6 separate regions of the Mus musculus genome follow, and regions 1, 2, 4, 5 and 6 are each linked to region 3. A link is a contact called in public ChIA-PET, HiCAR-type, HiChIP or PLAC-seq and promoter capture Hi-C data. All regions are on one chromosome and are shown on one strand. Each heading gives the region's core, a stretch centred on a gene start, on an enhancer-like site or on the middle of the called end of the contact. The rest is flanking DNA. Distances are from core to core; before and after follow the strand shown.

Region 1 (4,542 bases), core at 1,705-4,204, 520 kb after region 3:
GTCCCCCCATCCCAGGTCCACAGATGGCAGAGTGCAGCAGACCCCCCAGCCACCCCCAGGCTCGGCTCCTTACCAGCAGTGCCAACATCTGTAGCATGGTGATCTGGGCGTTACACAGGTAGGCAAGGAAATAAATGAAGGACGAGACACCCAGCCAGTATCCAAAGCAGGTGCCTATGGCTGTGCCCATGAGGGTGCCCTCCCGCTGTGGGGTGAAAGCTCTGCTTAGGCTGAGAGACCTCTGGCCTCAGCCTTACCCAGGGCCTTTTGCGCAGGGCTGCCCCTGCCTCACCTCCACCAGCCACCCGTCTCCCCTAAGGCCGGTGTCCTGCTTACGATAATGGTGTCAGAAGTCTTCATTCCATGCAGGAGGATGGCCACCAGTGTGAAGACCAGCATGAGCGGTCCGTAGAGCTCGCCCGCGACTTTCTGTCAGTACAGTAACATGCTTACTAGAGACTGCCAGCCAGGCTTAGCTTGGTGGCCTCCCTCCCCTGCTCTGAGGACACCCAGGCTTAGCTTGGTGGCCTTTCCCTCCTTACCTGGGGGAAGTTGACCATCTTGATAGGGATCATGGACTCCAGGAGCCTGGGAGAGGAGAGGAGAGGAGAGGAGAGGAGAGGAGAAGAGGAGAGGAGATATGAAGCAGCACTATGTCGTGCTCTGCAGGACAGGGCCTGCATCCTAACTCATGTCTCTACTGCCAGGAATGGGGCTAGCCCAGAGGACACACTGGATGGGAGGAGGGAGGCTAAAAAGGGGATGACAAAACCACCTTGTGGAAGGACAGCCCTCTGAAACTGAGCTGAGTGGTAAACTTGGAGAACCGGATTAGACCTACATGGCCTACAGAAGACGGGCGCGAAGCCCCAGGAACTGTACAACTACTGAGGGATGAGGGAAGCATCCGCTTCCTGCCTCCTCTCCATTACTATTCCACGCAGTGAGCATTTTTCTGGAAAAATATACTTGAACTGGTATTAAAAAAATTCACACAATAAAAAAAGGGATCATTTCTTCCTGTACCTATGGCTACTGTAACTTGGGTTTTTCTTGTTTTTGGCAATGTTTCTTGGACAGTATTTCCTCTGGTAAGCCTTCCCCTTTGAGCCCCACCCCCACCTTCACCGACAGATCAGATATCATCAGGACAGTGCTCCACACAGACCAAGAACCCGTGTGTACTCGCTCGCTGGCCCTAGCTTTTCTATCAGTTCTGCTTAGAGGACGAATGAAGAATGAAGCCAGGATTGAATCCTCCTTTTGATAAGCAAGTTAATGACTATGCTCTGGTATTCAGGTGCATGATCTGTCTGTCTGATGCTGGGGGTGGGGTGGGGGTGGAGGATAAGGGTGGACCTGTTGGTGTTTGGGGAGACCGGCTCAGGAATAAGAATGCACTGCAGTTTCAAGAGCCACCCTGAAGAGGAGAGAACTGTCTAGGAGTCCAGGTGAGGGAGGGACGAGAACAAAGTGAGTGCCTGCCATTTAAAGGATGGTGGTGTGGAGGGAAGCGGGGTAGGAGGGAAGAGGGGTTAGCGCACTTGAGGGGTACCTAGCCAACTGTACCTTTCACCAAGTATTCACAACATGTTCAGTTCAGTAATGGGGTTGCAAGTAGGGGAGTCCACCAGAGCTCAGGGCTCTGAGTCTGAGTGAAGTCTGGATGAGGGTCTAGATGTGAGGACAGATGTCTCAGAGAAGGCGCCTCACCTGCTTCGGACCTGGGCAGGCTCCACATCAAAGTAGGGTCTGAGGATGTCAATGTTGGCATACAAGCTGAAGGCCCTGGAAGCCTGTCTCTTCCCTGCCTGCCACATCTGAAGGGAAATGGGTATGATGAGACTCTTGGCTCTAGATTGTTATTCAGTCTCGGCGAGATTTACGTGTGGGTCTAAGTGGAAAACCTCGATCAATTTAGGACATGCATAGGTCCTTTTTTTTTTCCCCATTGGCTTACCTGATCTGCTACCTGCCGGCTCAGTTGTCCTTTAAAGCCTTTCATGCCAAGAAACTCCCCATCCTCTTCTTCTGCAGCAGCTGCATCAGCATCTACTTCTTCCTCCCGCAGGCGCTGGTGCAGCTCACCCATGTCCTCGAAGCTGGAGCCTGAGGTATCGTCCATGTTCTCCATATCAATCACAGCCGAACCCCCACCCTGTGAAGACAACGGCTCGGAGAGTGAGGGGCCCTTCCATTGCATCCTCCCCGTTCTCCGCTCAGCTGACAACTTGAGGCTTTGATCTTCCACTGCCGAGGACATGGCTTGGAACTGCCACTCTTTCAGTGGTGGCAACTCTTGGTCGCGTCACTTTTGTGGTCCTGGAAACCCTACTATTTATTTTCAATCCACGTTGTTTTCCTACTTTCCACCTCAAAGCTCCAAAGAGTTGCAAAAGAGCCCATCTGCCATTCCCAATTCTCAAACAAGCCTATTTTTAGGGGGTGCCAGTGGATCCTAGCCTCCAGCCCCCACAGAGAGCCGAGGCCCGCGGGAGCCCTAGTTTGTCCCTTTCACGCCAGCACAAGAGCTACACCCTTCCCCGGGAAGACTCAAAGGGGACAGGCTGCGTTTCAGCGGAGCCGACCTCTAGGCCCCGCGAGAGAGAACAGCAGCCACCGTCCGGACGCCGCCAGCCCGGGGCTGCTGGCAGCAGGCGCGCTCCATACCTGGATGTTTTCTTCGAAGCCTCCCCATTCCGGGCCAGCACCATTTCGGACGCCGCTGGCCGGCGCCGCCGGAGTCGCCATGTCCCTCGAGGCTTCCCGTCGCTGGAGCACGCGCGCGTGGGAAGAGCGTGCGACCCGGGTCCGAGGGAGGGAGAGGTTCAGAGGGGCGACCGCCCGGGCAAGGTGGGGATCCGCCGGGACGCCGAAGGGAGAAACCCGGATGTTTGGCCCCACTTGACGTCCGGAAGTGAAGGACGTGGACAGAGGCGGGGCAAGATCTCGCGACATTCAAGATTGCGGGAGCCCGAGCGTTGCTGCGGAGACGCAGGCGCGGACTCGCCTCCTTTTACAGCGAGTGGCGGAAGATGGCGGCGGCTCAGGCGGTGGAGGAGATGCGGACTCGCGTGGTTCTCGGAGAGTTTGGGGTTCGCAATGTAAGAGATCGGGGCGCGGGAAGGATGAGGGCGGCACGGGGAAGTAGAGGCCTGGTGTGAAGGCTGGCCACACTGCCCTTTCTGTTGGCTCTAGGTCCACACCACGGACTTTCCCGGTAACTACGCCGGTTATGATGATGCCTGGGACCAGAACCGCTTCGAGAAGGTGGGTAGAGCTGAAGGTGCCCAGTCGGCCCGAGGGGCCAGACCTCGCAGGTTGGGGTGGGGGTCGCTGTTTCCATACAACACGCTTGAGCTCCATGGACGGGTCAGACACGGTGGTTGCTCTCGGTGGGATAATGGACCACACAGACAAGTTATTCCAGAATAGTAAGATAGCGGTGAAGATGGCTGGGATATGGTCAGGAATCATTGATGCACTGAATCCAGCTAACTGAAGGGACGTAGTTAAAGGTCAGTGAAGGGAATGGCATTTGAATTAAGCTTTGAACTATGAATAAAAGTTGAGTAGTGAAGGCCTGATTGGAGCTTCATTATATATGATTTTTTTAAAATTCACTTTGAAACTGTTTCTGTTTAGCCCTGGCACTCTCTCTATAGTCCAGGCTGGACTTGAACTCAGCCATCTACCTGCTTCTGTCTCTGCCTCCCATGCACTGGGATTAAAGGCATGAGCCACCACGCCCAATTTAGAATTTTTGAGTAGACTGATAACATTTTGCAATCTTGATAGCCAGGAGGGAATGAATTCTGGTGAATCTGCCAGCTAGTGTATGCAGGCTGAAATTGGGGGCATAGATGAACTCCAGACAGTACTAACGGAGTAAGGCAGGGAGAACTAGACGATTTGCACCAGTGCTCTGGGGAGGCAGTGTGTGAGAGAAAGGACTTTGTAACTTGAGGACCCTAAAACTTTCTTGATATGCGTGTTTGCCTGCATGTGTATTTGTGCACCACTGTGTGTTAGTGATCCCTGCAGTGTGAGGAGAATGTTAGGTCCCACCAGGTGCTGGGAACCAAACCCAGTTCTTCTGCAAGGGCAGTTAAGTGCTCTTAATAGCTGAGCCATTTCTCCAGTGGCACTGGGGAACTGTTGCTGGCTGTGTCGTTTGCCAAGCAGGAGAACAAGAATGAGGGTACACTCAGGTGCCTGCTTGTGAAGTCTATGTGCTTGCTTGAGCCAGGAGCATGGTGGAGGTCAGCCAGGGGATTAGAACCTAGGAGACAGGAACGTTTACTGTGTGGGTGGAAGGGGAAATTTAGAAAGAAGAGCAGATAAGGAAATTGGTGTTCAAAATCCAAGGGAATGTAGTTGAGAAAAGTAGGTATTAAAAAATAACGACAACAGACATGCAAGTATCAAACGGTCTAAGTAGTGTGGGAAGTTCTGCTTTTTGTATAGTAACTTCTCTGGGTGGTTTGTGGAAAATCTGGGAAGATTGGGCATAGTGGCGCACACCTTTAATCCCAGTACTTG
Region 2 (4,916 bases), core at 1,087-3,586, 570 kb after region 3:
CAAACCAAAAAAGGTTTTCTGTTTCTTTTTAAAATTTGGCTCTTGAGACAAAGTTTCACTTTGTAGCCCACTATATTAGAACTATGTAGCCTAAGAGCGCTTGAACTTATGGCCATCTTCCTGCTTCAGTTCCTCAGTGCTAAGCATTATAAATGCGACCCACCATGCCTGGCTTGTTGAATACTTAGTATGTGTAACACGCTTTATAGATGTCTTAACTGAAGAAAGACTCAACATCCCGAGTTCTCGCCACATGTTAGTGATCATCCTGTTCATTTCTAGTCACTGGGGAAAGCACCTGTGTGGTCATGAAAGGGTTAACAAGCTACTCTTCTACAGGCTCCAATGGTGGTACCTAAGACTTCCTTACTTGACAACATGCTCCAGGATCTGAAGGCCAAAATGTCTGACGATGGCAATTTGTGTTTTTTCAGCCAACTTCAAGCCACATGGAACACAGATAGGGCATTTTTCTTTAAACTCTTCACAAAACTGAAAGAAGAAACATTAATATTTCCATGGGGAGGCATGAGAGAACAGAGACTAAAAATCCTAAGAAAGGTCCAACCTTATCTGATTTTGTGTGGAACTGGGAACCGAACTGTTCACATGCAAGGCTATCACGACCACACTACATTCTCAGTTTTCTCCCTTTGGTGGGTGTGTGTGTGCGTGCGTGCAGTGTTTTCACACAGATGTTCATGGATGATGGAGCTGCACATTTGAGTGGAAGGCAGAAGCTGAAGTTGAATGTCTTTCTCTCTGCTGTTTTGAGAACCCAGAGCTCAGGATTTGCCTAGACGGGCTGGTGAGTCCACTCAGGGATTTATTTTATCAGTCTCTTCCTCCCCTCCACCTGGATTCCAGTCCTCAGCCATAAACAGGCACCAAAAGCTCCACCCTCTATGCCATCTCCCAGGGCTCTTCTGCTTACTTTGTCTGAGAGAGGAGGTCTTACTAAGTCACTCTGATAGCTGCCTGACTTTGTATCCCCTGCCTTAGTCTTCCCAGTAGCAGGGGTTACCTGCTGTCCTTTTAGCTGTATTTTTAAGATGCGAAAATCTAGATTAGTAATACTGACACTCTCCATTTAGATATTAGTCATGTTAATACTAAACTGGATCTAAGAGAGTACAAAAAAAAATGCTAGAGATATACCCATACAAGTTGAATGTCAACCCCTAGAATTAGCTTTCAAAACTAAGGGTGCCAGGAGGAGTCAGTGAACAAGCAAATCTGTGTATCATCTGAGTTTAGGTCACAGGCCTATTCGGGATCACTCTGGTGCTCTGTTTCTTTGCCTATGTAAAATTCTTCACAATCAAAGACAAAGCAAACAGAGTTGTTTGATTCCAAATCCTGTGCCACATACATCTATATGTTGGCGCTTACTCTAATAGAGAGAAGCTCTGTTGAAGGTATTAGCGTTCCCAAATAGCAAAAGCTGAACTAGACCCTGGCGCAGAGAGCACCCGGGACGCAAGAGAATTACTTCCAGGAAACCAAAGTGCCCCGGTGCAAATAAATGCAAAGCCGGTGGTAAAGCTCGTCTTCGCGCAAAAACAGCCGGAGACTATCTCACAGGTATAAACGAGGAAGGAGCGTCACAAATTAGCCCAGAGATGGCCAAGACTCGAAAGATAGAGGTATGTAAGGATGTAAGAAAATGGACACACGGGGATCTAGAATCAGCACAAGTCTGGAGTGATCAGCAGGGAAGAATGAAGGTGGCACTGGGGCAGGAATTTGCACGTGCGCTCCCGGAACGCCAGGGAATGTGGGGTTTGCCCCGGCGTCAGAGCCGGCACAGCCTGCGTGGGTGGAGACCGCGGTGTGATCTAGAGTGAAGAGAAGTGAGGAGTGGGCAAAAAAGCCACTGAGACATGGCGAGGAGATGTGCAACAGTTAGGGACCCTTGCGTGTGATGCAAAGGCAAGCGCGCAGGCAAGAAAAGACTCAAGTGGGAGGAGGTGAGGGCCGCGACCAGAAGCCACCCTCCCCACGGGCAGTGGGAAGATCAAAGGCCGCATAGGCAGGAGACAAACTGAGTTTGGAGAGGCCGTGAGGGAAGCCTGGGATAGGGTTCTCGGGGCAGGCCCAGGCCGCCAGGACCCCAGCTACCTTGAGGGCTTCCAGCCGGTAGCGCTGGGTAGAGCTGGGGTCCATCATGACCGTCACCGCTTTCACTAGCTCCTCGCACAGCGCGTTCACTTGCTCCATCTCCATGGCTAGAGCCGGGAACCCCACCGGCGTCCCGGGAGCACGAGGTTACGCACAGTTCCCCTGGCGGGACCACACGTTGATACCGGGCCGCGGCGGGCTGGGGGTGGGGAAACGGGAGGGAGGAGCGTGAGTCCCAGAAGTTGGAGCTGGGAAGAACCCAGCGCTGCGCATGCGCCGGAGCCGCCACGGCGCATGCGCGCGCGGAAGTGGCCGCTTCGGGTGACGGCCGCGCCTGGCGGGGCGGGGCTGGGGAACGGAAGTTCCGCGGTGCGCAGGCGCGTCAACCGTCCCTCGCGGCGCGCGCGGTGCTGAACTCCAAATTTCCTCTGGGCTTGCTGTGGGGCGTAAACCTGCAGGCTGGAAGGGCTGTTGGCTCGGCGGGAGCCTAGGGCTACCTACTCGGATCTGTGTTATCAGATTACACTCACTTGCTCCTGGGAAGGCGACGACGACATCTAGACGCTGTCATTGGACTCCGCCCGGAGCCCGCAGCTTCGCTCTTGGCAGTTTTGACAGGTGTCGCCTTGGTAAGGACATTAAAACACGGCTCGGGATCGCTATATCGGATGGCTTTTGAAGCCTTGGCTGTCGCTTTTACTTGGGGGTGACTGGGCCGAAATGAAAAGCATGCTTACTGGGAGAGAAGGCTCTAAGAGTGTCTCTAAGGAGAGTTTTCTTGTAGAAAGAGTTTTTCTTGTAATTTTTAAACCTTCCTCTTCACTGGTCCATATTTTCTCGTGCGTCTTACTACACGACCGACTCCCAAACGTGCTTTTGTACAGAATGGGATGAACTGAGATGTTGGAAAACGCATCCCAACTATACCTCTGGGAGGCTGAGGCAGGAGGATTGCTTCCAGTTTGAGGCCAGACTGAGCTGCAAAGTGAGACCCTGCCTCACGAAACAAAACCCATCCCAAATTTACGTAGTCTTTTACGTTTTGGCATTGTGCAGACTTTGCCAATACATAAAAGTACGAAAGGAACACATAAAAGACTTAAGGCTGTATCATCTCTTATCCTGCATATGTTTTAGGAGGTGTTTTTCCACTTAGTAAATTGTTGCCCTTAAATCACAGCTTCGCTTCCAGTTTTACCTCTGATATTTATATTGAATATGGTACTTATCCTGTATTGATTGCGACAATACATTTGCCACCTTCTAGCTTTATCTGTTCCAGTACTACAGAAAAGCCACGCCAGAGCACAAGGACGCCTGACTTAAGTGTAAAAGGTTTCTAAACGTACGATCATTTTGTTTTAGGTGAGGGGCGAGATTTGTAAGGTGTTAATGCTTTGAACATTCAGTATCTTCTTAATTATTTTCTTTACAGTAATTTTGCAGCTTTGTAGTAGTAGTTGCTTGGCACTGTTTTCAATGTGATTGTTTATTTGAAAAATAACTGTTTAAAGTTACAGTTGGGTGCTAGCTCACTCATCTGTATAACCTGTTTCTTGTATTTAAATCATGAATTTCCTGTGTTTCTGTAAAGTATTATTTGTGATAGGCCATTGGTATGCAAAGCTACTGCACATTGGAATTGTCTCGAGAGCCTTTAAGACTGTCTGCGTCATCTCAGCGTTTGGTGGGAGGAGCAAGCAGCTCGGGGCTCATCCTTGGATGCAGAGCAAGTTTTGAGGCCGATTTGGACTACATGGCATTCAGAACCATTCTTGAAAACAAAAAAAGAAATTGCACAAATAGAAAATCACTAAACATCACAAAGTAGTCCTCACAGGTCGGATCTATTCATAGTTGCATAGTTATTGAAAATTTGCAGAGAAACGGGATATTTACATAGTGTTAGATTATCTTCTTCATTTATGTGTGTCTGTGTTTTCTTCCTACTTTCTATGTAACCCAGTCTGGCCTTGAACTTCAAACCTTTTTGTCTTAGCCTCTTGAGTGCTAGAACTTAAGATCTGTGCCACCATGCTCCATAGCCAAATGTTTCTAAAAAGTATTTCAAGATTTGAAATTTGCTTTTTATGGTGGCACACACCTTTAGCCCCAGTACTCAGGAGGCAGTTTGGTCTACAGAGTGAGTTACAGGGTAGCTAGAGCTACTCAGGGAGACCCTGTCTCACCGACACCCCCAACTCTTCATGAATGCTATGATATTACATATATTTATTATCTTTCCAAATTCACAGAATAATTTGGAATTTCCAGATTCCAGGATGCCCTTCCTGGCATATGACCAATTTATGCCATTACATACGTAGACATGCACACAGAGACACTTGCTAAGGTTTAAAGTTGTGGACTTGAGAATGCTAGGAAAGAGCTCTAAAGTTGAGCAACACTCCCCAAATACTCCAAATTGTAACACCTGGAACTGTGTGAATAGATAACTTGTATCTTTTAGAGAATGATGGGAAGTGTCCAGGTGCTTTCATTGCATGCTTTTTTTTCCTGAATATTTTCACTCTGAGGTTGATTGATACAGAACATTTTCTTCTCTTTTCCCTAAATCTATGTTTGAGATCTGCCAATCAACTAGAATACTCCTTGGTCCTCTCCCCGTAGTGATGTACATTGTTGGTGTTTTGTTCTCTGGTTTTAATTTTCATTTCTCCGTGATGGATGATGCTAAGTCCATTGTTAGGCACTGTGGTAGTTTGGGTGAAAACAGACCCGTAGACTTGTATGTCTGAATACTTGGTCCTTAGTAGAACTGTTTGGAAAGAATT
Region 3 (4,582 bases), core at 828-3,327:
GGGAAATGAGGTGACCAAAAATGCATCGCAACCTTGGACAAACAGCATGGCTATTTAACATTCTGGGATCCTGCAGAATCCTGCATCTTCCTAAGTAGGGAAGCACTGTAGCATTGGAGAGAGGCCTGGGCGAGCAGAGCTAAGGCTTCCATTTCTGGCTTGCTTGGAATTTAAAACAAGCTTTTTTCTATATAGTAAAAGATTGTTTTTAAGATTTTTGCGTGTGAGTACATGCCAAAGTAGCCAGGAAGTGTCACTTGCCCTGGAGCTAGAATTACTGGCAAATGAAGGCTCAGAGGTGGATGCTGGGACCAATTCTAGGCCCTCTGAGAAAGCAGGTGCACTTGGCTTGTGCCTCCAGCCCCAAAGGCGATGGCTTATTGTGAGCCTGAGGCCAGCCAGGGTTACAGAGACTCAAGAAACAAGTGGGGTTGTCCATGTTGCTGGAGATGACCCAGGTCTATTAGGACCTTGACTACATGGATAGACATTCTGGCAGCTAGTATACTGCCATTGGGGCCTATGGAGAAGTAGCCACCGAGCCTATTTAGAAAGAAGGACTGCTGGCAAGCTTGGTGTCACTATGAAGGCAGACAAAGATCGATGTATTAACGACCCCGACTCCAAAAACACTCGAGGGGGCCCAAGGTGGGCTCAGTGGTTAAGAGCCGTTCGCCCAGGGGCTGGAGAGTTGGCTCAGTGGTACCACATGGTGGCTCACAACCATCTGTAATGAGATCTGACGCCCTCTTCTGGTGTATCTGAAGACAGCTACAGTGTACTTACATAAAATAAATAAATCTTTAAAAAGAGCCGTTCGCCCAGTCCCCTGGGCATCTGGCACCGTTTCACAAGTCCTGCGGGGAGGAAAGAATGCTCCCTCAGAAACCCAGGGCTTAATTCCCAACTACTAGTTTCAGCCTTGGAGATGAATCTGGGTAAGGCACCTGCTGCCAAGCCAGAGCTTAACCGGGGGGGGGGGGGGGGGGGGGGGGGTCTGGTGCATGGTGGGAGGAGAAAGCCAACTCCTATGGGGGTACCAACTACCAAACTGCCTCTGCTCGCACTACCTTAGTTGCTCCCAAGAGTCAGGGTTTTTTAAGATTTAGTTATGTGGCCAAGCACACTGACAACAGAAGAGGGCGTCAGATCCCATTAAAATGTGAGTCACCATGTTTGCTGGAAATTGAACCTTGATCCTCTGGAAGAGCACCGAGCCCTCTCTCCAGTCCCCCAACTCCAAGAACCAGGGTTTCTATGTATCACTCTGGGAAGGAACCTTTTCATCAAACCCAAACGACTGCCAAGTTAGAAATGCCTTTTGGATATCGGTTTATCGGTATCATCAGAACAAGCGGGTCCAGGAGGTTGTGCTGTCCTACAGTGACAAGGGAAACTTATTTCCGTTACACAAATGGACTAGGACACAGTATGAAGTTGAAATTTGGCATCCAAAAACAAAATTACTAGGCAACATTGAGTCCCACAGGTGGCAAGTGTCCAGACTCAAGTTTGTGTAGGACCCAGTCATGCCCTCGGGAAACACCTCGAGCATCAGGAAACCCTTGGGCCTCCGTCGAGTTGGGCGGCTGGACTGCCCCGGGATCGCTCCTCGATGGTCGGAGGCTGCGTCCTCGTGTCTAGGGCGATGGTGCAGGGTGAGGCGGCCGAGCCCGCATCTTCCCAGGGCTTGGGCCTCCGAGGGAGCAGAGACGCGGTGGGTTCACCGTGGGTCGCAGTGATGTGGCGTTTCTCCAGGCCCGGGACCTCCTGGCCCTTCTGTACCAGGTGCAGGAGCTCCGCCAGGGTCACCGAGGCAGGAGCTGGCTCGGCAGACGCCAGTGCACCGCTCGGACTGGAGACACCGCCACGCTGGTCCATGTCCTGCCACCAGCTCATCCCCCGGATCCGGCTGTAAGCACTTCCGGGTGGAGTGGGAGCAACCACTTCGTGAAAAGTAGAGGGGAGCTTAGTAACTTAGCCCAGGGTAGACCTTCCAAGACCCGGGCTATTTGTGCAGAAGCTGCAGCCTGGGTTAACCTCCAGCTCTCATTCCACAACATGAGATGTGCTGCGGTGGGTGAGGAGCGGGCGGGGTGGGGTGGGGGAACGAGCCAAAAAGTGAAGTTTTTGCACCCAGTGAGACAAGTGTGAGGAGGCGTGGCTGTACAAAAGCACTTCCCTTTGGCACGTGTAGATGCGGACGCAGGCTGCGCGCTCAGGGCCGGGAGGGTCGTCTTGGTAGTTTGAGTCTCGCGCTACAGTCCAGAGCGTGATTCTGTATGCTTTTCCAAGCAAGCAAGCAAGCGCTCGTCACATTTGTTAATTGTGGTACTAAGGATCAAATCCCTGGTTTTTGTTGTTGTTGTTTGGGTTTGGGTTATGTGTTGTTTGGGATTTGTAGTCAATTTTGGTTTGAGCCAAGGATTCGTCATCTCCCAATGTCTGCTGCGCTACACCTCCCAATGCTGTTCAGATTTCTGTATCAAAGCTATCCTGACAGGATGCAGTGGCTCATGCTTGTAACACCATATGCTCGGGCCATAGAGCCAGCCGAGTTACACACTGAAACATGTAAGTATATAATAAACAGCTTGATCTGGCACAGATCAAGAAATCAGTAAGTAAAGCATACTTTGCATAATGTTAAAAGCACACAGCATGTTTACCCTTCACCGGAAACAACCCCATGAAACCCAAAAAGTGGGTAAGATGGCTCAGCAGGTAGGGCTATTGAATTTTTATCCCCGTTCTCATGTTTTCAAGGTCTCCTGTAGCCAAAGCTGACCTTGAACTTGAACTCACAATATAGTCTGTGTGTGTGTGCGTGCGCGCGCGTATGCACGCGTCTGACTTCGGATCCTTGCCTTCGAAGGGCAGAAGTAGGCAGACCGCCGCATCCAGCTGGCATTTATCTGGGTTTGTGGGCATTCAAATTCTGACCCTCACACCTGCACGGCAGGCACTAACTGCTGACCATTCCCAACCGCGGCTTTGAACTCCTGGCCCTCCACCTCCGCAGTGCTGGGATTACAGGGGTCCATGTCCAGTATGTGCTGGGAATTGAATTGTATTGTATGGTGCCGGGAATGGAGCACAGGAGTTTATATGTATTAGCCAAGCACTCTACTAACTGAGAGCTCTGTCTGCAGCCCCTCTGGCACACTTTTCCTCATGTAATGCTGAACCTCTTAGGGCTTCCTTTCCTTTCCTTTCCTTTCCTTTCCTTTCCTTTCCTTTCCTTTCCTTTCCTTTCCTTTTCTGTTTTGTTTTTCAAGACAGGGTTTCTCTGTGTAGCCCTGGCTGTCCTGGAACTCACTCTGTAGACCAGGCTGGCCTCGAACTCAGAAATCCACCTGCCTCTGCCTCCCAAGTGCTGGAATTAAAGGCGGGTGCCACTACTGCCCGGGCCCCCCTTTAATTTTATTATGTGCATCTATGTCTGTGTACTACATGCATGCAGTACTGCTAAAGGCCAGAAGAGAGCAACTGAACCCTTAGTTCTGCTATCATGTCGGTGTTGGGCTTTGAATTCTCTGGTCTTCTGGAAGGACAGCCAGTGCCTGGAGGCCATTATTGAGGGTCCCCAGTGATCTCTCCTGTAGCCCCTGCAGCTGTCTCTGCATGTTCATCCAACTTCCTGGACCTGACAGAGTCAGTGCAGCAGGCTCCCTGGCCTTCTAGTTTCTGGGCCTGGTCAGGCTGGGAGAGAGTAGCAGGAGGAGAGAAGAGATAGCTTCAACAGATTTCATTCTGTTTCCCCTCCTCAGGGTCTCATCGGCAGCAGTCCCTCCACACAGCCCTCTGGTTTAAGGGTTCTGACACAGCTCCCTTCTCACTCTCTCAGATGCTACGTTGTCTCCTGGGAACTCCCTTGTCCTTGCCCACATCGCTCTCTGCCCATGGGCTCTACTAAATTCTCCTTAGATTTTCCAATGTCGTCGTCTCTTTCTCTCCCGCCCTTCCTCACCAACACTAGAAGTGGTTCCTTCCAGGAGTAGACAGAACAGAGTGTTAGGATTAGCCCTCCCACGCTGTGCAGGGGGACATGCGTGTGACTGGAGGGGACATGCGTGTGACTGGGGATCCCATTCATGTGAGGAGATCGTGGATAGATGTTGTGCCCAGCTCTGCGTGGCCATGTTGCTTGTTTTTATATCTATAGGGAAACACAAGGGTCCTCAACTTCTGACAGAAGGGTAGCTTGGATTGGCACCCTGGCTGGAGGCCGGCATTGAGACATCACCGTGAGATCACCAAGTTCCAGGACCGATTAAAGGCTCAGCCCTTCCTTTCTTATAGGATTTCATTTTGTAGTCCAGGAAGGCCTGGAACTCACCACCCACCTACCTTAGCTGCTTGATTCTGGCATGAGCTCCCACACTTGGACTTCCAGATGTCCGTTGTAAAAATCAGAAAGGTAAGAGTTACTGAGTGGACCTTGAGATGGGTCAGAGATATTACATATCTCTATCTACATATCTATGATATCAATGTAGATAGATAGATGGATAGATAGATAGATAGATAGATAGATAGATAGATAGATAGATAGATAGAGACGTACAGTAGCATAAACACG
Region 4 (4,525 bases), core at 1,050-3,549, 660 kb after region 3:
GACTGAGAAACAGTACCCTAGACTGAAAGTTTATAAAAACAACACTGGTACTTGGTCCTCATGAAGTCTCTTTGCTTCTCAATTCCAAGTCTCATGAATTCTTACTAGAGTTATATAGTTTTATCTTTGAAAAACAAGAGGCATGAATATTTTCAGCAAGAGACTCAGCTTGTTTTCCACAACTGCGAATGTTATATGTACAATACTATTTGAGTGACAAACATCCTCACTAGAGCAACACAAATCAGCTGTATATATGCCTTTCCTAAAGGGAGGGTGCTTCAAGGTTCACTTATCCAAAAGAATATAAAACACGACAGCGCTTTCATGTAAAGGCATATCTTCAATTCAATTCACTTCACTTCAGTATTTAGCCTTTGGTCCAGGCTCTCTAAACAGTGGCTGACAGAGTGGAGAGCTGCAATCAGGTATTTGTAGAGGATGACTCTAAAGACTGATTAGATGGTTCATCAGTCCACAAACTCTTCAGTTAAGAAGCCCTTACTCAGGAGGAAGAAGTAGGTGGATCTTTGTGAGTTTAAGGCCAGCTTGATCTACATAGCAAGTTCTAGGTCAGTTTGGTGAGACCTTGCCTCAAAAAACAAAACAAAAGAAGCTTTATGCTGCATTTCATAAGGGATATGCAATTTGGAGCTGTTAGTATCTGACAGGTCAGTTACCCTCAAAAACATTATGAGCTTAAGCCCCATGTTGCAGCCTGGGGACAGTTGAAACACTGTATCCGAGTCCACTCTGCCATCCACAAGATCTCACTGGTGACCTTCTTGATGAGTTAATCTGACACACACACACACACACACACACACACACAAATGCCCCCTTAATTATCTCTTGATTCCCCTGAACTGAATCCCTTATTGGCCACTCTTTCTTCTTTTTTCCTTCTTCTTCTTCCTCCTCATCCTTCTTCCTTCTTTCTCCTTCTCCTTCTTCTATCTTCAAGACAGGTTATCTCTATGTAGCCCTAACTGTCCTAGAACTCTCCTAGAACTCGCTCTGTAGGCCAGGCTGGCCTTGAACTTAATCTGCCTGCCTCTGTCTCCTGGGATTAAAGGGGTGCTACCACTGCCCAGTTTATCTATCTGCCATTCTTTTTTTTTTTTTTTTTTTTTTTTGGTTTTTCGAGACAAGGTTTCTCTGTATAGCCCTGGTTGTCAACTCACTCTGTAGACCAGGCTGGCCTCAAACTCAGAAATCTGCCTGCCTCTGCCTCCCGAGTGCTGGGATTAAAGTTGTGAGCCACCACGCCCAACTTATTTCTCAGTTTTAACTAATATTCCCTGGTTGGCCAATTTTAAAGACAAGTCCCTTCCCGCATCATTTCTTTATCTACATCACTTATCCTTTCCTGCTTCTCACAGAATACAGAAAAGACTATATCCAGAAAGACCTTTTCACTCTGCCAAACTCCATCCTTTTACGAGCCTGTTCAAGAGCATCCTCTTTATGAAAATTTCAAACTGACTTTGCTATTTCTGGTTACAGAATCTTACTGTACTTTTTCATGCAAACGGATAACTTCCGTTTATTGGTGGGGATGTATACATAGCTCGTTAGAACCCAAGGAAGCCGTGCTTTTTCCCTTTACAGTCCTTTTACAGCTAGACTCACAGCGTTTGACCTTCAGTAAGGTCTCAGATGATGCTAGAATCTGGTTACCTTTCCAGATTTAATATTAATGAAATGCAGACCTAACATTTAGCAAGTCTTAGTTGTTCAACTGCCATTGCACTTTGGCTGCTATCTTACAAGTCCGTAGCTTAGGCAGAGAAAGTGACCATTTAATCACACATTTTTCAGAGAAGAATTGATAAGGTGGGCTTGGCGGCATGCTTTAACCAAGGAGGAGGCGATTTGGAAAATGATGGGAGAATTAACACTCAGCCTTTATAGCTTTTCTGAACTCTGAGACATTCTTCTCTTTGATCTTTAAACGACCAGGTCTTTCTCTCAGTTCTCCTTGACTTTCGGAAGACACTGAGAACCGGGAGGTGAAGCCACCCCGCCAGCGTCTGTAAAGCCTTTAAGCGGCCCGCGGGGGATCGCACCTCCCGGGTCTCAGAGTCGCTGAGAGGGAGGGGCACATCGCGGCTGGCTGAAGTGTCACGACGCTCTCCTCAAGTCCCGGGGGTCGCTGGGTCCTGGGACTCACCTTCTCTCAACCCGCGAGCTGGAAGCCATAACCAGCCAGTGGCAGCGGGGCCTGCCAGGAACGCTTGGAGCTGCCGCCCGCAGCCTGACACCAGAGCCCTGAGGGCCGCCATCTTGGAACGCACCTGACCGCGTGTGCACTTCCGCTTCCGGAGCAGGGGTGTGCGCAGCCGCTGTGCGGCGGGAGGGTTTCTCGTGGTCACCGATCCCTTCTGTTTCTGTCACCTCCTCTGTCTGTAAATTACACGCCACCCGGTTTCCTTAGTTTTTCTTCCTGCTGGGCAGCTTTTGTGACTGAGGCTAGACCTGTCAGGACAGATTGGGATGGTAAGGACTCTGGCCCTCAGCATCAGAGGTGGAATACAGTTGACCACCCCTCCCACCTGCCGATCTTTGTTGCTAATACACACTTTCTTTTCTTTTCTAAAAGATTTATTTATTTAGTTAGTTAGCTAGTTATTTAATGTATATGAGTACACTGTAGCTGTACAGATGGTTGTGAGCCATCATTGCTTGCTCTCCTGCCCAAAGATATTATTATATCTAATTACACTGTAGCTGTCTTCAGACACCCCAGAAGAGGGCGTCAGATCTCATTACAGATGGTTGTGAGCCACCATGTGGTTGCTGGGATTTGAACTCAGGACCTTCGGAAGAGTGGTTGGTGCTCTTAACCGCTGAGCCATCTCTCCAGCCCCTTATACACACTTTCAATCTTTGTGTTTATATACACTTCCCTGATTTCTTGCAGGGTTTGGAATTATAGAATGCTTTGGTCAGGAGACAGGATTCCTACAAATGACTTTGGTCAGTCCGCCAGTGCAGAGAGGAATGCGAAGCTGGGCCACCCTAGTCACCCTTGTGGCTGCATCCTGGGAAGCCCAGGGCATCCCTAGTTCTTTATGAATGGAAACAACACCGCTCCCCCCTCCCCCCCTATAAAGAGTCACTGCCAGCGTTTCCCACATTGGCACCTCTTTTGTCCTTCACTGTTTTGGAATGAACAGACCTCTCTGCGGAGAAAAGGCTTTAGCCTCTTTTTCGGTCTTCTGTCTCCCTACACTGCCTAAGAGATCTAACATTTGGTGTCAAAGCCCGGGTTGCTGCACCACCATTATGCTAGGTTATTTAAAGGCAGCTGTAGAGAGACAGAAAGAGAGGCTCAGTTTGTCCTTAGCAGGGACAATGCTTATTCTCAGCAAGGGAAGATGGGCAACAGCCCCTTACAGGAGTAGAAATGACTTCGTAGTCTGAAAGGGAAGCTGAGAGATGTGGCCTTTCAGCTGGAAACAATCAGTTAGCCCATGCATCATAAAAGGGAGCTCACTCAGTTGGGGGTGATGTAGTGGATTCTGACCCATTAAGTTCTTCCCATGGATGTACACCTTGTGTGAGCATCCATGGGCGGTCATGCCTGATCTCTCCCCCTACAGAGACCCTGACGAGACATAGAAGAAAGAGCACGCAGCCAATGAAAAGGCTGTGGAAAGGAGGAACTGAAGGATGTATGGGTCACCCTGGCTCCTGGGTTCACTGCTGCTCCACCAGAGGTGGCAGACTGAGGGGTGTGCATGTCCTCCTTGTGCCTGTCCAGCAGTTTCCTACTGAAGGCTGGAGAGCCCGGCCAGCACTGGGTTCCCACTGCTCAGGCCACTGAATGGGCTGGAACTGAACTGAGTGTTTCTGGGCTGTTCTGCTTAAATCAAATGGCAAGAAGCTAGAGGAAAAAGACAGTTTCTAAAACGAACGAACGAATGAATGAATGAATGAAGAAAATGGTAAATGATATTTTCAAAACCAGCTTTCATTTTCTATAAAGACAGGTTAAAAGAAAACAGGTAACCTGGTCATAGTAGAAAAAAAATGAAGGAAAAAGGAATAAATACAACAGAGAATCCTGAGGTGAGCACCAATTATCTTGAACAAGGAAATCACCACGGTTCATGTTTATTCATTCATTCATGCTCTTTGTTGTGAGCCATCTTGTTTTTCTGAGCCTGTTTATTATTAGCTCCTACATGACAAAACAATTTTGTGCCACCATATTTTGCTCAAGAGGTTCTAACTAACTAACTAGCTAGCTAGCTAGCTAGCTAGCTACAGGGTTTTACTGGCCGTCCTAAAACTTGCTATATAGACCAGGCTAGCCTCCCAAAGGCTGAGATTAAAAGTGTGCATGTGTCTTCAAAAATTTCTTTAAACACACACACACAACCTATTTTTAAAATTAAAGAATTAAGCATGTAAGTAAAGTACACCAATCTTCAGTGGACAGCTTGATGAATTTCCATAGAATAAGTCTATTTTCCATGCTAACAAGTAGAACACAGTCAACACTCTAGGACACTAAGTT
Region 5 (4,964 bases), core at 592-3,091, 680 kb before region 3:
CTCGAGTTTTGCCCAATAGAGTCTGCTGCTCACCCCTGCTACGAGAGAGCTCCACACTCCATCCCACCCCACTGACCTCCTCTTGCCCTGGTATACACATCCTCGTGCCTGGGATTCCTGAGTCCAGCCAAGCCCCAAGGGTAGATCCCCAGAGGTTGGGCCAGCAGGTAAATGCATGGCTGACCTTGGTGTTGGAGCCTGAAAGCCTTCCTCACCAGCCTCCTCCTGAGCCTATCTGTGCCCTGGACCGGGAGGTGGCATATGGAGCTCTGAGGGGGATGGGGGAGGGAGCAGACCCTGCTCCAGAGTAACAGCCAGGCCGGCTTGGGTCCTCCCTCACGCCCAGCCAGAGTGGGAGTCACAGAAGAGTTTTACAGGCATCAAGGTGCTCAACAGAGTGAGGGCCAGCTGGCTGCCACTGGTTTGTGGGGGGCAATGTAGGGGTGTGGGCAGAAGAACACTGCAAGCCCAAGACAGGACATGACTTAGACCCAAGACCAGCCATGGCCTCCATAGCATCTAAGATCTCTGAATCAGACAGATGGGCGGGTGATTTCAGCTATCAGCTCAGTTGGGCTGGGGATAGCTTCCTCAGTAGACTACTTGGTAGAGAGTTACGTGTGTGGTAACACAGAAAGCCCCCAGTTCAGCTGAGGGTGTCCTCAGTTGTCAGAATGTTTGGGGTGCTTACTCAGCACTCAGAAAGCCCTGGGTTCAATTCCCAGCACCCAGTAAATCAGGCAATGGTAGCGCATGCCTGTAATTCCAGCATTCCAGAGTAGAGACAGAAAGATCTGGAGTTCAGGGTGTGCTGGCCAGATGGCTCAGTAGGTAAAGATTCTTGCCAGAAAGCCTGATGAGCTGAGCTAGGTCTCCAGGACACACAGAGCAATGCATAGGAGAGGACACATATACACTAAATAAATGACTGTAATTATATATGTGTGTGTTTATGTATATGGTTATGCTTATTGGCTAACACTTTTAATTTCAGCACTGAGAAGCAGAGACAGAAGGATCTCTGAGGTGGATGCCTGTCTGGTCTACACAGAGAGTTCAGGCCAGCCAGGGTGACATAATAAGGGTTTGCTGAAGATAGAATTTTTAATTACTGATTAAAAGTTTAGGATGCTCACTGGTGACATAAGGAAATCAAGGCTAGCCTGGGATGCATGAATCCTTGTCTAAAAAACAAACAAACAAACAAAGCTCTCAGCTGCTTCCCACATCCTCGTCCTTGCTTGGCTTCCTGGAGTCAGAGCTGTAGGGGCCTGGCTGCTGCTGGGCCTCTGCCCCAGGTCTCAGCTCTAGCCCTCCCTCCAGGACAAGCAGTAAGCAGAGCCAAAGGAGCAGGTCCCTGACGACCCTCCATACAGTGTCTTCCAGAGCTGATTCCACTTTTAACAAATCTTCCTGGTCAACCCTCCTGAGGCAGCCAGGTCAGGACAGGGGCTAGCCAAGAGGCAGCTGTTTATAGGTGGGGATGAGGGTGTCGCTGGCTTTGAGGAACTCTTGTGAATGAAGGGGTCAGGAGGGTGGGAGGGCGGTAAGACCTCCAACTTGATGCTCACTGCGCTCACTGCTAGCTCTGCCACCTCAGACTCTATAGCCTTTCCATTCAACATCACCTACAAGATCAGTGAGACTCAGCCTGCCTTGTCTCCCTCTTGAGTTTAGGAATGTGTTCCCGAGCCAGCTGTCTGGGTGGGCTCCACGGCGAGTTGAGGGCTCCCAGGCAATCAGGGACTTAGAGGGAGTGGGCCCAGAGGAGACACGTAGGTCTCTCCTGCAGCTCAGGGATTTCCTCCCCTTGGCAGGACCAGGCCTGTGTGACTCAGAGGGCAGGGCAACCCTGGGAGCTCTCACCGCCCTGGGCACTCCAAGACCTGTCCAGCCAGTTTGCCCATAGTTACCACACGGACATTTAATTTCAAATTTCTCATGAGCATCAGCCCGGGGATGGCAGGATCAGATGGGGTGCAGAGAAGAGGTCACCCGGGACAATCAGCTACTGCTCAGGGTTTAGCGTAGGGCAGGCTCAGCCTTGAGTTCTGGGCTCCATTTTCCCTAGGAAGTAGGGGAGAGGTTGCTCTTCCTGAGGCCTGTGGCCAAGACCCAGCTCCAAGGTCTGCCGCTCCTTTTGTTTTGAGACTGGATCTCTCCAAGTAGCCATGGCTGTCCTGAAACTCACCAAGATCCTCCTGCTTCTGCCTCAGGCACTGAGATTAAAGGTGTGTGCCACCAAACCCGCCTCTGCTGCTCTAGAGGGCAAGCCTGCTCTAGTCCAGAGCAAGCCTGCTCTTTCGTGGATCCAGCATTTTTTATTATCATCATTATTCTTATTACTATTATTATTATTTTGTCACTAATCTTATTGCATTTATTTATTTTTGTGTACAAGTATGCACATGTGCACAGGTCATGTATGTGCAGGTCAGAGGATGATCCTCAAATGTCACCTCTCTCCTTCTACCTTTCGGGTCCTGGCGATTGGATTTGGGTCATGGGGCTGGGCGGCAAGAGCCTTTATCTACCAGGTTCTTTCACAGGTCCAGGTCTCTGTGTTCTTATCCCCACCCCACAACAGAGAGTGAACCCAGTTTACGGTGCATGTGAGGAGGAGAGTGCTCTGTTACTGGGCCACGCCCCAGCTCTTGTTTATCCTTATTTAGTAACATGGCCCTGTACCATAGCGGCATCCCCAGCTCTCCTCATCTGGGATCTCAGGCATGCACCACCATGCGGCAGTACATTCCCTCTTGATGACAGCTGAGGTCCTCCCACTTCTGCTGTGTGGTAGCTCTAAACCTACCCCTCCCCCACACCCCAGATCAGTGAGGTGGGTGGGCCTGGTGGCCAGAAAGCAACCCTCCTCCAGGAAGAATCCGGATCTGTGTGTGAGGCATGTGTAAGAGCTTGCCATGCCCCCTCCCGTGCCCGTATAGTCACTTAGCACAGAAACTCACAGCTGGGGACACCCTAGGGGACGATTCACAGTAGTAAGCCCTACCAAAGGTTAAAGAAATCAGAGGCCTGGAAGAGAACAAGGGTCTGGTCCTCTGTAACTCCACAACCCAAGGTAGAGCGGGGACTGGGAACAGGGATCTGATGACCAAGGACCCCAAAGGTCTGTTTCATGGTTGGCCTTTGGTTATGGAGACTCGAGAAAGTATTTCTTAGAGTAAGGCACCTGAGGACAACCCTCTTTTTGAACCTGTCCCCTGGCTGGCTCTTAAAAGATGAGAGGACATTCAGAAGACACCCAGGCAGGGCTCAAAGACCCTGGCTGGGCCTGCCTCATCTGTTTGCCAGGGTGATGCTGCTTGGTGGCTTCCCTTGCTCACCTCCAGGCCTGGGAGGTGCTCTCTGCAGGTGGGAGGGTAAGAAAGGACTGAGTGAGGCCCTTAGAGGTTTAATACCACACCAGGCAGAAGGGGCAAGGCTCAGGTACTGGCCCAGAGACCCTCCCACCCTGACATGGGACTGGGGTTCTGAACAAGTGAGCCCACACTCGCACCTGGGGCACTGGAAGAAAGCCCAGAGCCTATGGAAGGGGCCCCAAGATCAGATAGGAAAAAATGAGCTACTCAACTGACCTTCACCCAGAGCAGGTGGTGAGCGAGGCTGGAAGCTACTCCAGCCCTGTAACCTGAAGCAAGATCAGAGCAGCAATTAGGCCAAAGGGTCTGAATTTGGTGGATCCTGAGAGTCCTCAGCTAAAACTCCTCACACCCTTGAAACCATTTCATTAGGGCCTCGAAGATTCCAAGATCCAGAAGGCGACACAGGACGAGGGTGGCGAGCACCAGGCCAGGGAGGTGGGAGTAATTCTGTCAAGGGCCCTGGAAGGGGAAGACAAAGCTGCCAGGTGGGGCATGGAGGGAAGGTTAGGGCAGCCTGAGGGGCATTTGGACCTGGGACTTGGCCTCTGGGAGCGTGGGTCTGGGCTCTGCAGGACAATATGCAAATCATTTCCGGTCTCAGGGCTAGAGCCTCGGGCTGTGAAGTGGGGGTTTTTGGCATGCGTTAGGGAGGGGATGGCTCTCTCTGTTCAGGGATATATGCTCTTTGGAACTCCTGTGTTAGCTGTGCTCTCAGGGAGGGTGGGGCCAGGCAGGCAGCTCTACCTTAGCCAGCACTGAAGGAATGTGGTAAACGTCCCTCCTGGGTTCAGTTCTGGCTCTGTACAACACACTCCCATGGACCCAATGGGTTTCGGTTATTAGTTTGACATGTCAGTCCTCTCTCATTCTGCATAGTGGGGACTTCCTGGTTTGTGCAGAAAGAATGTTCCCAAGGGATGTCCTCAAGAGGCCCAGTACTCCAGGCCGGAGCAGTCCTAAAAGCCTTGACTTAGCCTGAATCTTCCATAGACTTCCTGAGGTTCTGCCCAGATTGGGGTGGGGGCAGTGGGGGCAGCAGTAAAGGCCCAGAATAGGTGGGTGGGGAGAAGATGTAAGAGACTGGAGGGGGCCTCACTGACCCTGGGGGAGGGGCCAGGACATTAGGAGCTAGTCATTATTCATTAACCAGTTCAGGGACAGGTGTGGCAGCTCCTATACCACCATCTCCAGAATTCGCTATGAGGCAGTGAGGGGAGCCTGGAATTCACTTCTAGATATAGGATGCTAACTTCAGTTGATCATCACCTTGGCCACAGGAGTCTTTACACAGTTGTGAGCATCTCTGGAAATGAATTGGGCAGAAGTTTGTTGTTTGTTTGTTTGTTTTTTGTTTTAACCTTCTAGTTGAAAGTGACAAATCTGTGTCTATGACCTTGAACTTCTGATCTTTCTGCCTCTAATTCTCAAGTGCTTCAATCACAGGCGGGCTCAGCCAGTCCTGTTTGGTTTTTGTTTTTGGGACGCTGAATCCAGAGGTGCGAGCAAGCACTTTGCTGACTGAACTACAGCCTCAGCCTCAGAGGTCACTTTTAAACAGAAAATACATGACCTGAAAGGCGT
Region 6 (4,768 bases), core at 183-2,682, 610 kb after region 3:
GGTTCTCAAAGACCATTGTGGTGCTAAGACCACAACATTAGCTTGTAAGAAATGCCAAACAATCAGGCCCGTCTCTCACCCACTGAATCAGAATTCTATGAGCAGGAACAGCAACCTGAATCACTCTGGTGCACACTTAAAAGTCATAATCACCCATTGAAGCTCTTCCCACCTTGGGTTCTCCCATCTTTGTTTTTCAAAACAAGGTTTCTTTGTGGAGCCATGGCTATCCTGTAACTTGCTCTGTAGACCAGGCTGGCCTTGAACTCAGAGATCCCCCTGCCTCTGACTCCCAAGTGATGGGATTTTTTTTTTTTTTACATTATTTTTATTTTACGTGCATTGGTGTTCTGTCTGCATGTATGTGTGTGAGGGCATCAGACTTCCTGGAACTGGAGTTGCAGACCGTTGTGAGCAGCTATGTGGGTGCTGGGAACTGAACTGGGGGTCCTTTGGAAGAACAGACAGTGCTCTTAATCGCTGAGCCATCTCTCCAGAGTGATGGGACTTAAAGGCGAGCCCACTAGCTCCCGACTGGGTTCTCCTATTTTAAGAGGAAGGAAAGTAGTCTTCTCTGCCTTGAGGACTCCCAGAGCGGGTTCGTGCGGACTCTTCTCTGTGTCCACAGCCCCACAGGACAAGGAAAGGGCAGAGGGCTACGTCTAACTGTTCTCTGGTTTAATGTGTGTGGGTACTGAAGAATAGGGAAGGAACACATTGCTCTTGTCCCGGCTACTCCCCTTCTCCCTGTGGATTAAGTTTAGAAAAACGTTGGTTACTCTGCCTGCCCTCTTTTCCCAGTACAGTGTTCCTTCCCCACTCCCAGAGTAAGTAGGGGTTCAGACATCCTCTGCTCTTCTCAAGAGGAAAGGATCCCCGGTTCCCACTAATCCAAAGGTTATGGAGGTGAAAGGGGCAGTCCCTTCCCGAGGTCCTGACACTGAAAAGGATCGTCCAGTCTTGACGATCCCGCTTTGTAGGGGTCTTGGAACAGGAGGAGGGGTTCTCTTCCCCGGTCCTTCCTCCCTTGGGTCTTGACACCGGAAAGGGGGATTGATTTTCTCTCTCCCGCCTCCTTGGAGTCTCGGGGACCGGAAGAGTAGTTCCCCATGGCTCCGCCACTTTTCAGGTGCTCACCTCTGGGGGCAGGTACGGAGGGTTGTTGGCTTTACCTCCTCTGTTCCTTCCGTTCTTCTTCTTCCCCTTTGGGCCCCCGCAACTGCTGCTACCGCCGGCCCCCCGAGCTTTGAGGTTTCCACCCATGGCCGGGCCTCCTCCGGGCCGGCAGCAGCCGCCGAACAGCTCCGATACCCGCGAGTCCATCCGCCGCTGCCACCAGCCCCCCGCCCGACCCCTCCCCCCCGCCACTGCCGCCGCCCCTACTGCCACCGCCGAGTCGGGCCAGCCGGAGGAGAGCGGGGTGTGGCCCACTGTAGGCCACGCCCCTGCCTTCCCTGTCCTCCTAGTCGCGTCAGAAAAAGCCGCAGGGCATCAAGGGATACTGAGTCCGCAGCTATGAGATTTAGTGCTAAAGAATGCGAGTTCGAACTACAATTCCCAAGAGGCATCGCTATGCGAGAGTCACAGGTGGCTTCGGGGGCGAGGGCAGCAAGCGCGCCTTGAGCGCAAAGACTAAGGGGAGTTGTAGTCGGCACCCAGTTTCCCGTACTGCCAGCGGCTTCTCTTCTAGGGGCAGTAGGAAGGCTTTGTGGCCTGAGATTAGGGACAGTAACCGGAGGTGAAGGGCTTATATCAGAATTGAACTGGGTTTGACCTTTCGGCGCTGACCCCAGACAACAAGTTAAAAATCGGGGAGGTTGGATCTGACAGCCTGCTGGCTCCACCTCTGCCTCAGTTTCTTTCCTGACGGCTGGAGTGCTGTCGAGTGAGTCAGGGCAAAAGCTAGGGCGGAGGCAGATGGTAGTTATAGCATAATTAGAGCTGTTATTGTGACGATGATTATGCCACCCTTGCAATATAGTCACTGTTTTATTACTTGGGTGGCACAATCCGGGGGTTGGTTTTAGCAGCCCCAGGCACCGCAGTGGCCAGACACGTGTCCAGGACCCATAAAGCAGCCAGCTGCCTAAGGTTTGGAGGGTGCCTACTGCAAGTATCTCTCCTCCCCTTTGTTTTGAAGTTTAGCCAATCCCGGAAAACAGAATTTGGTTTAAAACTTGTCCGGAGGAGGGGCCTGGCCCCTACTTGGGGCGGAGCTGGGGTTCCAGTTACGTCAACCACCAGGGGGCGGGGAAAGTAGCCAGGAATAGAACTTGTCCTAGGACGCCAGGGGATTGCTGATTTGTCTTTCTAGCCAAGCTGTCTCTCCTGTCCTTCAGAACTCTCAGAGCGACATAAACCAGTATACGGGGCACCAAAGGCTCAGAATGGAGAAGCAGAATTGCTGGGCACAGAGTCAGGACGCCAGGGTTCAAATTCCAGCGCCGTGGCTATCTCATGACTCACAGTACGTCCATTCCCCTCTCTTCACAAACAACCAGGTGTTCACACATAGCCAAGAAATAGAACAGAGTTTGAAAGTTCTCCACGGTACGGTAGGAGCACTTACCTCTGGTGTACTCTGAAGGAGTTCAGACCTGGTTGAGTCCATAACTTCTGCACAGTTCCACATCGAAGGAGACGAGTCTATTGAGCATGCAGTCGCTGTCCACATTGGATAGTTTCCACACCAGCTATATACCAAAAGAACCAAAAGTTGAAAAGCCTTGCAGATCAGCCATTTACCTGGGTCTTCAGTAAAGGAAAGTAGGTGTCTTTTCTGTATGCTATCCTGTATGCTTAAGACCAGGATTGCCAGGAAAAAAAAGTTTTTAGAGATGGAGACTAGAGAATTCAGTGAGACATCTCAAAGGATGGGAATAGAAAGGAAGAGACATCCCCACCCCACCCACACATTATCACCACAAACAGGCCGGGTTCTCTCACCAGCCAGAAACCACTGCACTCAACTGATAACTATTTTTTAAATATCCACGGATCTTCCAGCAGTCACCCTTTAACACACAATTCCATCCCAGCCAATTCTCCTTAATGGATACCTTCCTTTAAGAAAGGGTGGGGCATGATATAACCCATTCTTGAACAGCCTGGCCTACCTACAGAGAGAAGTGAGGGCTGGCAGAGGAGAGAGGCCACAGGATGCCTGCTGGGAGACCAGGGTCCTGGGGAGTGGAGGTGGTATAAGTGGCCAGTTTCCTAGACAGGTTGTTTACGAGGTGGCTGCCTATAGGATGTATATAGTGTGTGCTTATATACACATCACATGCAAATATTTTTCCTGGCTTGTAGTGAGTCACTTGCTTTTACATCTAGTACCTTTGTATGAATATGCATTTTGTGATGTCACTTTCATGTGCTCTGACTTAGAGCAACCTTCCCCTCTGCTTTCTTGCTTGCCTGTCACCCTTAAGCCAACCTCATTATGACTATATATATATATATATATATATATATATATATATATATATATATGTTTTTTTTTTTAGGAGATTTTGAAAAGTTTTACTCTTGGAGCTAGAGAGATGGTTCAGTGGATAAGAGCTCTTGCTGCTCTTCCAGAGGATCAGAGTTCAGGTCCCAGCACCATGTAGGGTGATTTATCACTCCTTGTAGTTCCAGCTCCAGGGAAACCGGCACCCTCTTCTGCCCTCTGAGAACACCACACTTTGGCACACAATTCCAATTACAGATATACACATAGTTTAAATGTGTGTGTGTGTGTGTGTGTGTGTGTGTGTATAAAATGTTTAATCTATATGCATGTGTGTACACTATGATGTACATGTGGAGGTCAGAGGGCAACTTGCAGAAATTTATTCTGACTTGAATTCAGGTCACCAGACTTGGCAGCAAATGCCTTTACCCACTAAGCCATCTTCCTGGCTCTGATCTTTTTGTTTGTTTGTTTTTTGTTTTATTTACACTAACAACTGAACCCAGAGCCTCCGTGCTTGATATGCACAGAGTCTTCTACTGAGTTGTTCTGCTAGCTTCCTGCAGTGATTTTTCTGGTGGGTTTTGGTTTTGTTTGTTCCTTTTTTGAGACAGGGTTTCTCTGTGTAGCCCTGGCTGTCCTGGAACTCACTTTGTAGACCAGGCTGGCCTCGAACTCAGAAATCTGCCTGCCTCTGCCTCCTGAGTGCTGGGATTAAAGGCGTGCGCCAACATGCCTGGCAGTTTATTTATTTTTTAAAGATTTATTTATTTATTATTTTAATAATTAAATTTACATTTATTATAAATATATTTATAATATACTATATTATGAATATACATTTATAATATAGTATTATAAATTCATATTTATAATATAGTATTATATTATAAATACAAAATTAAAATATATAAATATATTATATAATATAAATATAATATGTTTATATGATAAATATTATATATGTGTGTATGTATATGTATATATATACACATACTCACACACACACACATATAAATCAATTGCAGCTGTCTTCAGACACCTCAGAAGAGGGCATCAGATCTTGTTATGGATGGTTGTGAGCCACCATGTGGTTGCTGGTTGCTGGGATTTGAACTTGGGACCTTTAGAAGGTCAGTCAGTGCTCCTAACTGCTGAGCTATCTCTCCAGCCCCAACACTAAGTTTATTTTTAAAAGCTCTCCCCTTGTTATTCTTCTTAAGCACTCTTCTGCACACCTAGACGATCCCCCTGAGTCCTGTTCTGTCCTTTTCATTTTGAGACAGAGTCTTGCTGAGTTATCCATGTTGGCCT

Evidence for each region. ChIA-PET counts read pairs in DNA pulled down with a chosen protein or histone mark. HiCAR-type assays count read pairs that join an accessible place to other places. HiChIP or PLAC-seq counts read pairs in DNA pulled down with a chosen protein or histone mark. Capture Hi-C pulls out chosen DNA fragments and counts their contacts.
Region 1: a contact with region 3 is called in an RNA polymerase II ChIA-PET map of effector CD8 T cells, with 12 read pairs. The contact joins the promoter of Polr1c here to the promoter of 2310039H08Rik in region 3. A contact is called at or near these places in 5 of 39 promoter capture datasets (the C10 cell line, hippocampal neurons, liver and 2 more), 1 of 484 Hi-C or Micro-C datasets (regulatory T cells), 7 of 115 datasets of contacts at active chromatin or transcription factors (bone marrow-derived macrophages, effector CD8 T cells, embryonic forebrain and 4 more) and 5 of 9 other capture datasets (adipose tissue, embryonic stem cells, liver and 2 more).
Region 2: a contact with region 3 is called in an RNA polymerase II ChIA-PET map of memory CD8 T cells, with 157 read pairs. The contact joins the promoter of Xpo5 here to the promoter of 2310039H08Rik in region 3. A contact is called at or near these places in 3 of 39 promoter capture datasets (liver and pre-B cells) and 6 of 115 datasets of contacts at active chromatin or transcription factors (the SCID.adh cell line, craniofacial prominence, embryonic stem cells and 3 more).
Region 4: a contact with region 3 is called in a HiCAR-type map of astrocytes, with 2.4 times the contacts expected there. The contact joins the promoter of Mrps18a here to the promoter of 2310039H08Rik in region 3. A contact is called at or near these places in 1 of 39 promoter capture datasets (liver) and 2 of 115 datasets of contacts at active chromatin or transcription factors (astrocytes and bone marrow-derived macrophages).
Region 5: a contact with region 3 is called in an HNF4G HiChIP or PLAC-seq map of pancreatic cancer cells. The contact joins the enhancer-like site here to the promoter of 2310039H08Rik in region 3. A contact is called at or near these places in 9 of 39 promoter capture datasets (the 3T3-L1 cell line, the HPC-7 cell line, hematopoietic stem and progenitor cells and 4 more), 2 of 115 datasets of contacts at active chromatin or transcription factors (bone marrow-derived macrophages and pancreatic cancer cells) and 1 of 9 other capture datasets (embryonic stem cells).
Region 6: a contact with region 3 is called in a promoter capture Hi-C map of liver, with 2.6 times the contacts expected there. The contact joins the promoter of Gtpbp2 here to the promoter of 2310039H08Rik in region 3. A contact is called at or near these places in 2 of 39 promoter capture datasets (the C10 cell line and pre-B cells), 1 of 115 datasets of contacts at active chromatin or transcription factors (bone marrow-derived macrophages) and 1 of 9 other capture datasets (liver).

The regions. Positions count from the first base shown.
Region 1 is chr17:46,246,457-46,250,998 of GRCm38.p6, reverse strand. Polr1c (polymerase (RNA) I polypeptide C) reads left to right here and starts at 2,954. Exons shown (of 9, transcript NM_009085.2): 1 at 2,954-3,104; 2 at 3,199-3,270. The coding sequence starts at 3,036. It overlaps Yipf3 (Yip1 domain family, member 3), which reads right to left and starts at 2,919. Exons shown (of 9, transcript NM_145353.2): 1 at 2,671-2,919; 2 at 1,961-2,158; 3 at 1,714-1,820; 4 at 543-588; 5 at 337-429; 6 at 74-205. The coding sequence starts at 2,751.
Region 2 is chr17:46,200,231-46,205,146 of GRCm38.p6, reverse strand. Xpo5 (exportin 5) reads right to left here and starts at 2,336. Exons shown (of 32, transcript NM_028198.3): 1 at 2,122-2,336; 2 at 371-492. The coding sequence starts at 2,226. Polh (polymerase (DNA directed), eta (RAD 30 related)) reads left to right here and starts at 2,506. Exons shown (of 11, transcript NM_030715.4): 1 at 2,506-2,750.
Region 3 is chr17:46,770,130-46,774,711 of GRCm38.p6, reverse strand. 2310039H08Rik (RIKEN cDNA 2310039H08 gene) reads right to left here and starts at 2,077. Exons shown (of 1, transcript NM_025966.3): 1 at 1,305-2,077. The coding sequence starts at 1,899. The coding sequence ends at 1,555. It overlaps Rpl7l1 (ribosomal protein L7-like 1), which reads left to right. Exons shown (of 7, transcript NM_025433.3): 7 at 1-805.
Region 4 is chr17:46,108,778-46,113,302 of GRCm38.p6, reverse strand. It overlaps Mrps18a (mitochondrial ribosomal protein S18A), which reads right to left and starts at 2,299. Exons shown (of 6, transcript NM_026768.3): 1 at 2,174-2,299. The coding sequence starts at 2,285.
Region 5 is chr17:47,448,263-47,453,226 of GRCm38.p6, reverse strand. All of the region lies in intron 2 of AI661453 (expressed sequence AI661453), which reads right to left. Among named protein-coding and RNA genes, the nearest start is that of AI661453, 14 kb to the right of the region's middle. Within about 2 kb of position 1,841, at least 72 of the 459 cell types and tissues checked have an H3K27ac peak or open chromatin away from gene starts, as enhancers often do. A contact at or near this core is called in pancreatic cancer cells, where this site is marked.
Region 6 is chr17:46,157,696-46,162,463 of GRCm38.p6, reverse strand. It overlaps Gtpbp2 (GTP binding protein 2), which reads right to left and starts at 1,432. Exons shown (of 12, transcript NM_019581.3): 1 at 1,138-1,432. The coding sequence starts at 1,323.